2 separate regions of the Triticum aestivum genome follow, and region 2 is linked to region 1. Evidence: chromatin contacts called from public Hi-C data. All regions are on one chromosome and are shown on one strand. The core of a region is the stretch at or near the end of the contact, and the rest is flanking DNA. Distances in the headings are between cores, read along the strand shown.

Region 1 (5,698 bases), core at 2,397-4,896:
GGTTTTGGTACAGCAGAATCTGACATCTCAAATGTAGCTCCTTTGTCCTCTGGGACTAATGAACTCTTCACATTGACACTATCTGTACTGTCAGACCCATCTCGTTTGTTATCTTGCACCACCTCTGAGCTCCCTTTACGAGTGATTGCTTGAACAGCTAGTATATGTGCAGATTTTTGAAGCCACTTGATGATTTTCAACTTCAACCCATGGGAAAAGGTCGTAGTTTCACCCTGAGAATTAGAGAATTAGCAAAATAGCTTGGAAATAAATTTGTAATACTAGGCATAAGCTACATCCAAAGTACCACGAGAGCAGCTTCCAAGGATGCTGAAGAAATACCCACTTCGGATGCTATATCACTCACGCTAACATTCCCTCTGTCGATTAGCTGCAAATACAATAGACATTAAAAAATCCTTGCCAAAGGCTCAGCAGTACATGGCTAAGTAATTATTGGATTCTGAATCAGGACTGCAGTTAGCCAGTTACCTTTTTAAGCACCATAGCAATATCACCAGAGTTTCTCATAAGATTCTCACCAACTGAGGGATGATCAGTATCAATTTCCATATTTCGAGTTGCTTGAGTATTTAAATTTCTAACTTTATGGGGCAAAGCACCATGCTCCATTGTCTCTACTTTGATAAGGTTATCAGGGTTAAAGCTACTGGTTTCATGGTTCAAGGATCTGTCCTTTTTCTTGCGTGTGAACCTCAGTTTTGGTATCTTTCCACTGCCGAGATTTGCATCGTTCAGCCTCACTTCTGTAGGCCTCTGCTCAGATGCATTATTACCTTTGTCTACAGAATTGACATATCCAACTGAAGAATGCTTTGAGCAAAACGCTCTCAGCTCAACCTGCAGAACAAACAAACATGAAAAATGAACTGCAACAATCTACATAAGGTTGTGGCAACAGCCAGAAGATAATGATCTCACATTAGGAAGTCCAGATTTTCCCCATATCTCCATTTGGTGCTTGGACTCTCGTGCACATATAGGATGAAAGGCTGTCCGGCAGGCCCCTGAAACCACATGGAGCTTAGCATTAACAACATGCAAAAGTTGGTAAAACTCTGCATGACTGGATAGTAACCATAAACTAATAATTCTTTAGCATGGCTATATATATCATAGATGGTACTAATTATAATTGGCAGAAAAGTTGAGGGAAATAACAAAGATAACTCAAACAGAACATGTTTCTTTTCATATAATGTATCACATATGAACAGCTTTTAGGGCACATATTTAGGACATAATTCAATGCTTACTCTATTTTAAGCAGACACTTCATATATCAAAAAGAGTTCAGGGTATTGCGATATCTAAGAGAATGTTCCAGCCATGAGAAAATAACACAGAAAACAATGTTGGTTAATTAGGCAAACAAGTCAATCAACACAAGACAATAACAGTATCACAATGAAATAAGTGTCAATCACATAGCCAAGGAATCAATCAACATAAAACAAGATTCCTTCATGTGGCCACAAGAAAATAACAGAGAACATCTTCGTTTACTTAGACAAGCAAGTAAATTAACACAAGACAATACCAAAGTATCACAGGACACTACTTTAGTCAAGGAAAACCTTACTAAGAGGCTGCATCCACTCGAGCACTACAAGCCAAGTGCTGAAAGTGATGCTGGCTTTTTGGAAAGTAGCACCCGGTGAACACGATATTTCACGGGAAAAACAGCAGTCACGCATAATGCACCATTTTAGATGATGAAGGTGGCACCCTGGCCTAATGGTCTTATTATAAAAGACTACTACAGAAGTTTGTCACTCCACATAGGAGAAAGGATAGCAATACACTGAAGAGATACAAGCCGAATCAAATATCACGAGGCCTATTGCTAGATCACTATTTTAGAAAGCATTCTAATGCCCCAGCCTGGTACAGCAGAATACGGATCATTATGCTTGACTGCAAACAGCATCCTACACCTAATTTTAACAATTAATGATACAACACAAGGCTGCAGTTCTCAAGCAATATTCTGCAAAACATATGGTCTCATAACCTTACGAATTATATTTAGTCAATCAAACTCAAAATGTGATAATGGAAACAAAGAGTAAAAGTACATACCATGGCTGCATCGAATGCATGCACCATGCTTAACCTTGCAAATGTTACACACCAGTTTCCTCTGATTCTCTTGCACCCATCCAACATTTGTAATAGGCTCCATTGAGTCCATGTCCTCCACAAGAGCCTCTGGCCTCCAAAGAGTACAAAATAAGTGTGCGAATTTTAGGTTGCCTCCATCTGCAGTTCGACTAGGCTCCCCTATTACAGGTTTTAGGGCCCCTTTCTCCTTTGGGCATAGCAAACACGGCATTGAAAGGGTGATGCCTGCATCTTTCTTCAATGAGCACCCTGTCGACTCCACATACTTGCACCAAGTGCACAACCACTGGCCATCTGGCACAACATGCAAACCATAGCACCACTGGTGCACGGAAACCTTGCAGTTGTTACAGCAAAGCATCCTATTTGACGCCATGTCAGTCTCTCCCAAACAGCAAACATCGCACATCGTCCCAGCCTGAGCTCCCAGGCGTGGAAGCAGCACAAGCTGCTCTAACCCAGCATCCACACCTATGAGCTTCCTCTTCTTGTTTGGCCTCTCAGAAGTGAGCACAACTCGCTGCCTTGCTCCTAGCAGCCAATTCATCGATGTGCCTGCCTCATCTGCGCATGTTGGTGACGCGGTGCCGCCGCTGCTACTACCTTGCTCCACTTCCATTGGCCACTCCCGCTTCACAACAGCCTCATGTAAGCGCTGCTCGAGGCTCTGGTCACCACGCTCTCTGGTAGTAACCAGCTGCTGCACGACCACATCATGTATGCCCTGCTCCACACTCATGCTACTGACAAAATCGATGGTCTGCCCACTTCGCTCCTTGGTACTGACGACCTCCTCGCCGCCCACGCCCAGGTAGGAGCTCGTCTCAGCCACAGCGACATCAAACGTCTCGCCTTGGTCCAGCAAGTCCTGGGTGGTGCCCAGAAATGGGATGGCGAGGCACGGGTCGAGCTCCCCGTGGGCGAAGGGGAGCTTGGGCGCCAACATTTCGACGTCGCCCATGCTGACCGGCCTGAAATACGCCTCGAAGTGGTCCCACGCGCCCTTCTTCCCGGAGGAGAGCGCCGCCGCGTTGAGCTGCGGCGGGCGCTCCTCGGCGGCCGCGTCCGGGAGCTCGAGCTTCTTGTGCTTCTTGCGCCTGTCGCTGGGCCCCGACCAGCTGACGAGGCGCGCGGGGAGGGTGGGCGCCCTGGACGCCGTCTCCTCGCCCTCGAACGGGGTCCGCAGGGACAGCGCCTTCCTGGCCTGCTCGAAGGGGTCGACGCCGCCGAGGGCCGGGCCCGCCGGCGAGCCCTCGGCGCCGGCCATGCCCCGGGCGCTCATGCGGGGGAGGGGCGCATCGCCGGGGGAGGCGCCCGCGTCGGGGGGAGGAGGCCTCCGGCGAGGCGGGACGGCGGGGAGGGCCGGGGCGGGGCTAGGGTTAGGGTTTCGTTCCGAGCGAGCGACCGACCGGGGAGAGCTCTGCTCAGTTTCCCGACCGCGCCTTCGATTTCTCTCTCCGGCCCGGTTTTCTCGGTACGGGGTTCGGATCCGATGGGAGGGAGGGAGGGAGAAGAGGGGGGAGCGGGGCGGGGCGGGGTGGGGTGGTGGGGGCTAGCTGGCTAGGGGCGCGTACCGCGTAGTAGGCGTGCGTGGCCGCGCCGGGACACGGGGTCCGTTGTGCATAGACCCAAATCGCGGGCTGGATACACGTCGCAAACGGCAACTTTACAGCCCCCGGGCTGGCGTACGCGCGGTGTTTCGTTCGGGTGAAGCGAGGCCGGGAGTGCAGACGGAACGGAAAACGGGGGAGCGTGTCCCGTCCTACTGTCAACCGCATTTGGAGGCTTCCATCTCTGGCGATTCGACGGTGCAGGATGGACGCAGCACGAGATAGGCACCACTATTATTTTGCGGGTGATACACACCCTGGAATGTGATCTGATTTTTTTAGCAGATAATTGCAGTGGGGTATAAGTATTTATCAATATACTATCTAACCGGCGAACGTTCGCTGGGATGGAGCTCACAGCGAACGACTGTAAAGCCGTTGGATTGTGATCAGACGCATGTCATTCTTTCAAAAATTGCACTGCATCGCTGGCATTTTTTTCTAAATGGCAAGTTCCCCTTTCATACATGGCAAATGCATGGCAATTTTAGTTGTATTTGCATGGCAACTGGGGCGTTCGCTGGCAATTTCTCCCGAGCGAGCGTTCGCCAGATAAATGGGTCCATATTTATTAGGATTATATATTTGGTACGCATTTTTAGACTTTCGAAGAAAATGCAAGGATTGTATTTGGTAAGCATTTATTGACTTGCCAAAGAAAATATTAGCATTATACTCCCTCCGTCCAGAAATACTTGTCGCAGAAATGAATAAAAGTGGATGCATCTAAAACTAAAATACGACTAGATACATCCATTCCTTCGACAAGTATTTCCGGACGGAGGGAGTATTTGGTAAGCATTTATTGACTTCCAAAGAAACATTAGAATTATATTTGGTAAGTATTTATTGACTTGCCAAAGAAAAATATTACGATTATATTTGGTAAGCATTTATTGACTTGCCAAAGAAAACATTAAAATTATATTTGGTAAGTATTTATTGACTTGCCAAAGAAAAATATTACGATTATATGTGGTAAGCATTTATTGACTTGCTGAAGAAAAAACATTAGTATTATATTTGGTAAAGCATTTATTGACTTCTAAAGAAAACAATACTCTCTTCGTTCCTGCATATGGATGTATATAAACATATTTTAGGGTGTAGATTCATTCATTTTGCTCCATTGTAGTACATAGTGAAATCTCTAAAGAAAACTTATATTTAGGAATGGAGGGAGTATAATTATTTATTTACCAAAAAATGTGGGATAGTTGAGACAGTTTGAAAGAAAAAAACGGTGGAGAAGAACTGTCGATGGGAGGGGGGAATCAAAATGAAAAGGGGAATGAGAGAGCGTATATGCGGGAGGTTGGACAAAGGACGAGCAGACAACAGAACGTTACACATATTTTATCTTTCTATCTACTTAAAGTATGCGAAGAGATTATATTTGGTAAGAACTTTTACCTAATAAATAAATAAATTGGTAAGTCAATAAAATATGGGGCAGTTGAAACTGTTTTCCAAAAAAACAAGGATGGTATAGGGAAAAAGATCAGAATGGTGAGAGGGTAGGGGTGTGGTAGGGGAGGTTGGGCAAAGGACGAGCGATCGAAATGTTAGGAGAGTTTATTAAGCAACATATGTCGTGTCATGGATCACCACACCATGAATTGGCTTGTCTAAATATGTCAAATCATAATGATTTTTACGACCAAAAAATTAAACGAGAAAAGGTAAGAACAGTAGCACAGAATGCAGTGCCATTGTATCGAAATTGTAGTTGTAAAGGATTATCAAGAAATATAGCATCAAAAGTTTTCACAGCCTGCAAGCTCTCCTTCGTAGCAAACCACCAACCGCTGGCGCCAATAGCCCTGTTGCTAGCGGCAAAGCAACCATCGGAGCAAACTTGGTGACGGTGTTCCGGGCGAGAGGACTCTCACCACGTCAGTTCTCGGCCTCGTGGGCCGGGCTGATGACCCCTGGGTCGGCTC
Region 2 (5,698 bases), core at 1,116-3,615, 210 kb after region 1:
AGCCGAGCTCCTCGAGGAGCTTCTGGGTCACTGCCCGGCTCATGTCGTCGCCGTCTGCGAGCAGGATCCTCAGGCCATTGAAGTGGGGGATGGATGACGACGTTCTTCGGCACACGTGTGATTGCTGCAGCTGGAAGTGCAGGATGAGGGTGATGCTTTCGCCATCCGATGCCGACCACATGGTACCATTCATCATCTGAAGAAATGAGGCGATGGATTAACAACCGGGAGCTGCAAAATTTTCTTTTGGTATACCAAGCGACTAAGTGAGTACCAACCTGCACAATCTTCTTGCACATGTTGATCTGAGAGCTGGCCGGACTGCTGGGTGGCTGGCTGCATCCAGTTGATCTTTCCATGGCGACCTGAAACTCAACACATATGCTACAACCTGCAGACAGATTTGGCCACACCGGGATGCAATTCTTTTGGTCCGCGTTGCAGCTTTTGATGGAGAATGAGAGACGCCCTGCTCCATCGCGCCGCTGACCGAGCACATCACCCGCCATTTGCAGCAGGAGATGGAAGACCCTCGTCTCGTCGCCGACAACCCACTCAGGCAAGCCGTTCTCCAGCTGGTACGAGAAACCAGCCCCGCCGCAGCTGGCCAGGCACCCCGCGACGCTCATGGCCTCCCTCATCAGGGAGTGCAGGTCGAACGGCATGCGGTTCACCGTCAACGTCTCCGTGTCGACGTCGTTCATCAGCGCCAGCGACAGGGTGCTCGTCCTGGCAATGGCGTCGGCCACGAGCCTCTGTTCGGGGCGCATGTCCTTCGCCTGACGCACCATGGAGAGCAGGCCGATGATCGAGTACATCGGCCTTCGCATGCCTTCGCACATGGCGCTCTGGATGCTGTTGATGCCCTCGGTCGCCATCATCGCGTCCTGCTTGGCGTGCAGCAAGGCCCTGTTCTGCTCGGCAAGCCTGTTGCTCATGGCCTGCCACTCCTCTAGGACCGCCGCGTGAGAGAGCGCCACGGCGACCTGGTCGGCGATAACCTGCACAACCTCCATGTCATGGCCGCTCCACTCTCTGTAACCGGAGCCTGATGCCTTGCTGCGAAGAGCCAACACCAATATGGCGTATGAGCTCGCCACCGGTGTCTTTCCTCCGTCGAAGTTGGAGACCTTGAGCATGGGGATCCGTATGGCAGCCACGGCACCCGGCGGCTGGAGCTCGCCGCTGCTCGCCGTCGCGAGCTCCGAGCCTGGCCTGAGCACCTTGGCAGCCTCGCTTGCCATTACGTCGACCACGTCCGGGTCGTCCGGGGAGATGGGGGCCTGCGAGCCGAGCACGACGCGGACGGGGCCCTTGCCCCTGAGGCTGAGCTGGTGCACCAGGTGGAGGTCGGCGCCGGCGTCCTGGCCGGGCATCCAGACGGCGCAGCTGTGGAGCTCGAGGGCGTCGGCGAGGTGGAGCATGGTGGTGTGGAGGACGGAGTGCGCGTCGAGCGGGGAGCTGCGGATGCGGTGGGTGAGCATGCGGACGACGCGGGAGGTGGCCTCGACGCGGCGGCGGATGAGGCCGAGGTCGCGGTCGAGCTGGCGGGCCTTGGCGCGGAGGAAGGCCTCCCGGAGCTTGGCCCGGATGAGGCGCGGGATGAGCGCGACGAGGGAGACGGCGGTGGCGAAGGAGACGAGCGCGGCGAGGAGCTTGGCGGCGGTGGAGGCGAGGAGGAGGCCCGAGGAGTGCGGGTGGGCGAGGGAGAAGACGGCGAGCAGGTGGGTGGCGCCGCCGAGCACGGCGAAGGCGGCCAGCTGCAGCAGCAGCCACTTGAGCGGCGCCGGGCCGGCGCAGGAGGCGAAGTAGAGCAGCTCCAGCGGGATGGAGAGGTAGGAGGCGGCGATGAGGAAGTCGCTCACCCGCTGGCACTGCAGCATCGCCTGCACCGCGCCGTCGTCCCCGCCGTCGCACGCCCCGCCGCAGTAGTACCGCTGCACCGCCCCCGCCCCCGCCGACGCGAAGTGCCGCGCCATTGCCTCGGTCGGTTCCCTGGTCGAGCTAGGCGGTCTGAGCGGTCAGGCTAATGCATGCAGTAGTAGTATATGCATGCGTGCAATGATTTGGTCGGGGAAGATGCCGACGTGGAGAGAGAGATGCGGAGGTGGCGGTTGATTCCGGTGCGGTGGCGAGCCGGGGAGAGGACAGGTGTGTACCGAACGCTGACATGCCCCATGCAGCGGCCGACACCACCACCCTGACTGGCTGACAGCCCAACCCCAGCCCAGGCCTTGCAACAGAGGCATGGCTTCCTCTGAGAGAGAAAACCAGAGGCATGGCGATGGCGGCACGGAGACAAACTTTCGAAAAAAAAGGAGGAAGAACTCGGCAAATGAATCTTCTCATTTCTTCGTAGCCACGCACTCTCCCAGCCAGCCCAACTTTCCAAGTTCCCAGGAAGGTGATCCATTTTGACCCATTTTCTGCGGAGCTGCGTGTTAATTAACCGGACAAAAAAGCATTCAGTTTCACTGCGAAAAACTTGCTCAGAAATCCTTATTCGCTCCACCAGATTATTCATTTATTCATGTTGTTACACACAGGTACGCGAAATGTTCTGCAGATGAAGAAAAGCATGTTCATAGATATATATCACAAAAGAGCGGCACGATTAGGAGGTATGTCACTGAAAGAATGTGTTGTTGGCTTCTCATGGGCCTATAAAAGGCTAGGCTAGGCTAGAGAGAGCTCTCCCGCGGGGATTTTCCTCTTCACCAATTTCTCCCATGATTCGTTGGTTTCTTCTATCACCTTCAGGGCATATTCCTGGTTGCGGCAAATAAGGATATAGATAGATACCATCAGATATTGTATAAATATCTTCTGCGTTTCAGGAGGGTAAACCAAGAAGCTGAGCTAAAATCAGCCTCTTACCTTGCTTGTGGGCTTGTTGCCGAGGCCGAATCTGTTGGCGGGCTTTCCGTCTGGTATCTTGTAGTCTCTGAACCAGTCTCTGATTGCAGTCAGTGTTCCCTGAGTAGGTGCCGCAAAATGTTGGTAAGAACGCATGACAGATGGGGGATATAATTAGTTGCCATTAGGTTTCAGTCAATGCCAACTGTCGAACTGATCTGAACTTGGAAAAGCTATGATAACTTGCACATTTTTATAACATAAAAATCTAACAACCACAGGCAGGATAAAGCCTCATGTAAATGCACTTGTGGTTGTTACAGAAAAGCATGTGGTGGATTACTAGAGTTCAACAATTATACCAGGAGTAATGTGTTTTCTTTTCAATGCCATGAACGCAATCTAAATATTTTTGACACTGATATCTGGATTATATTAATTAGGGCAAATGAGTAGAAAGAAAACATCCAGAGGTAGGTACAACTGAGTTGCTCCCAAGCTACTTAGCCGAGGTCAATATTCGAAACAGAAAAGGGCACTCATATGATATATGTGCATGTCCTACTTTCCTTAAGGATATATAGGCACCAGATACCAAAGGAGAACAAGGACAAACACTAAAACGTAAGGACAAGGACATCAATCATACCGGAAAATGCTCCTCGACATCGTCTACATCATTCACAAGAGATGCTTTGGGATCATCCAGAGAGATGGCCACAATTTTCCAGTCGAGCTCTCCCTCGTCAATCATTGCTAAAGCTGCCAACGGTTTCACCCTAAGAACATCCCCAATATTGGCCCGTCTTTCACCAATCTCGACAACATCAACTGAGAAAGAAGTTCAAGGGAAAGATTTATTAGAGTGGATAGAGCTGATATGAAAACCATGCTCATCAAAAATAGTAAAACAGAGAAGTTAACTACCAGGATCATTGTCTCCAAGTGCTCCTTCAACATCAGCATTTGCAGCTGTCGGGTCCTCCCATGTCTGGGGAAGTAACCCGTAGTTCCAGTTGATGTTGTACCTGACATAATATATGATATCAGGAATAGGAATGCACAAATATATCAACGGGGGCAATAGCAGTGTAAACTCAATGTCTCAATTGCCTTGCTAAGAAGCAGGGAAATTTCTCACTTGGAAGCTTACGCCAAATAAAAGCTCGACAAGAAAATGAACACTTCAATAAATATATGCACACTAAGCCCTTTTCTACAGGAACCAAGATAAGGCATAAAAGAACAGCTTAAGATTTCTTTTGTCAAGAAAAACGACCAAGCACAATAAATATTCAAGGACACACTTTAACTTGAATCAGTACAACCTAGCTATGGTCAGTTAAGTTTTGGTGCCATTTAATCGTAGAGAACTAGAGATTTTTAAGAGCACTCTCGATTTGATTTTGTATAAATATGAACAGTTTATCCTCAAGAGATCTGCTATTTTTTGAGATGGGCATACGAAAAAAGGAAACCAAACTAGACTTAAAGTGATCCCATTGCCAAACATAGGAGAATATAAAATCTTGAAGAAATCCCTGAAAGAGAGATGTCCATATTACAACCTGAGCTCTTCCATTTGTCTAAGATTCAATGCTGAACTATGAAACTGCCTAAGATTCGCCCCTGAACTATCAAAACCGGCTAGGAATCAACCTCCCCTCTCCTCAAACCGATTTTTGCTGAATAGGCTTGGTTTTGACCCGTTAACAGCTAACCGGCCAGTCAGCATCCCAGTTTGCAGCCACATTTTTGACTGAAAAATGGAAGTGCCCATAAAAAATTTAAAAACATCTTTAAAATCAACACCAAAATAGTGATCATTCTGGGAAAGTTTCACACATTTTCGCCAAACAGCTTAAAAAATACACTTAAGTTACATTTCAGCCCCTTTTATGGTCAAATTTTGACCAAATAATGGAAGTGTCCAGAAAAAATTGAAAACATTCTGCAAAATTAACACTAATATAGTGATCATTCTGGAAATGTTTCAGAATTTTTTGGCAAATATATTTTAAAAATACACTTAAATTGCATTTCAGCCCCTTCTTTGTTCAAATTTTGACCAAAAAATGAAGTGTCCATAAAAAATTGAAACAATTCTGTAAAATCAACACTAGTATAGTGAAACTTCTGGGAAAATTCACACATTTTTACCAAACAGGTTTAAAACTACACTTAAATTACATTTTCAGCCTCTTCTTGGTCAAGTTTTGCCCCAAAAAATGAAAATATCCAGAAATAATTGAAAAAATTCTGTAAAATCAACACAAATATAGTGATAATTCTGGCAAAGTTTCACACAGTTTGACCAAGCGGATTTCAAAATGCAAATAAACTACATTTTCAGCCCTTTTTTGGTCACATTTTGACCAATAAATGGAAGTGTTCGGAAAAGAATTGAAAAAAATTCTGCAAAATCAACACTAACATAGTGATCATTTTGGGAAAGTTTCAAACATTTTTCCAAACAGAATTAAGAATGCCCTCAAAATTTGACCAAAAAAGGCTGAAAATGTAATTTAAGTGTATTTTTAATTCTGTTTGGCAAAAAAAGTGTGAAACTTTCACAAAATGATCACTATAGTATTACATAACTTTTTCATTTTTTTCTGGAAAGTTTCATTTTCTGGTAAATATTTTATTTAAGCGGGCTTGCTTACTGGGATTCTGACCGGCCGGTCAACGGGTCAGAACCAGGCCTACTCAGCAAAAAGCGGTTTGAGGAGAGGGGAGGGTTGATTCCTAGCTGGTTTTGATAGTTCAGGGTTGAATCTTAGATGGTCTCAGAGTTCCGGATTGAATCTTAGACAGATGGAAGAGTTCATGGTTATAATAT

What was found. Hi-C and Micro-C count contacts between places; a contact is called where the count stands out from the background.
Region 2: a contact with region 1 is called in a Hi-C map of leaf, with 4 times the contacts expected there. The contact joins the promoter of LOC123138421 here to the promoter of LOC123138420 in region 1. A contact is called at or near these places in 2 of 5 Hi-C or Micro-C datasets (both in leaf).

The regions. Positions count from the first base shown.
Region 1 is chr6B:640,146,482-640,152,179 of IWGSC CS RefSeq v2.1, forward strand. LOC123138420 reads right to left here and starts at 3,647. Exons shown (of 19, transcript XM_044558398.1): 1 at 2,104-3,647; 2 at 943-1,028; 3 at 493-861; 4 at 308-391; 5 at 1-233. The coding sequence starts at 3,427.
Region 2 is chr6B:640,361,637-640,367,334 of IWGSC CS RefSeq v2.1, forward strand. LOC123138421 (ethylene receptor 4) reads right to left here and starts at 2,366. Exons shown (of 2, transcript XM_044558399.1): 1 at 279-2,366; 2 at 1-196. The coding sequence starts at 1,979. LOC123138423 (soluble inorganic pyrophosphatase 6, chloroplastic) reads right to left here. Exons shown (of 5, transcript XM_044558401.1): 2 at 3,784-3,884; 3 at 3,506-3,687; 4 at 2,878-2,976; 5 at 2,470-2,769. The coding sequence ends at 2,677.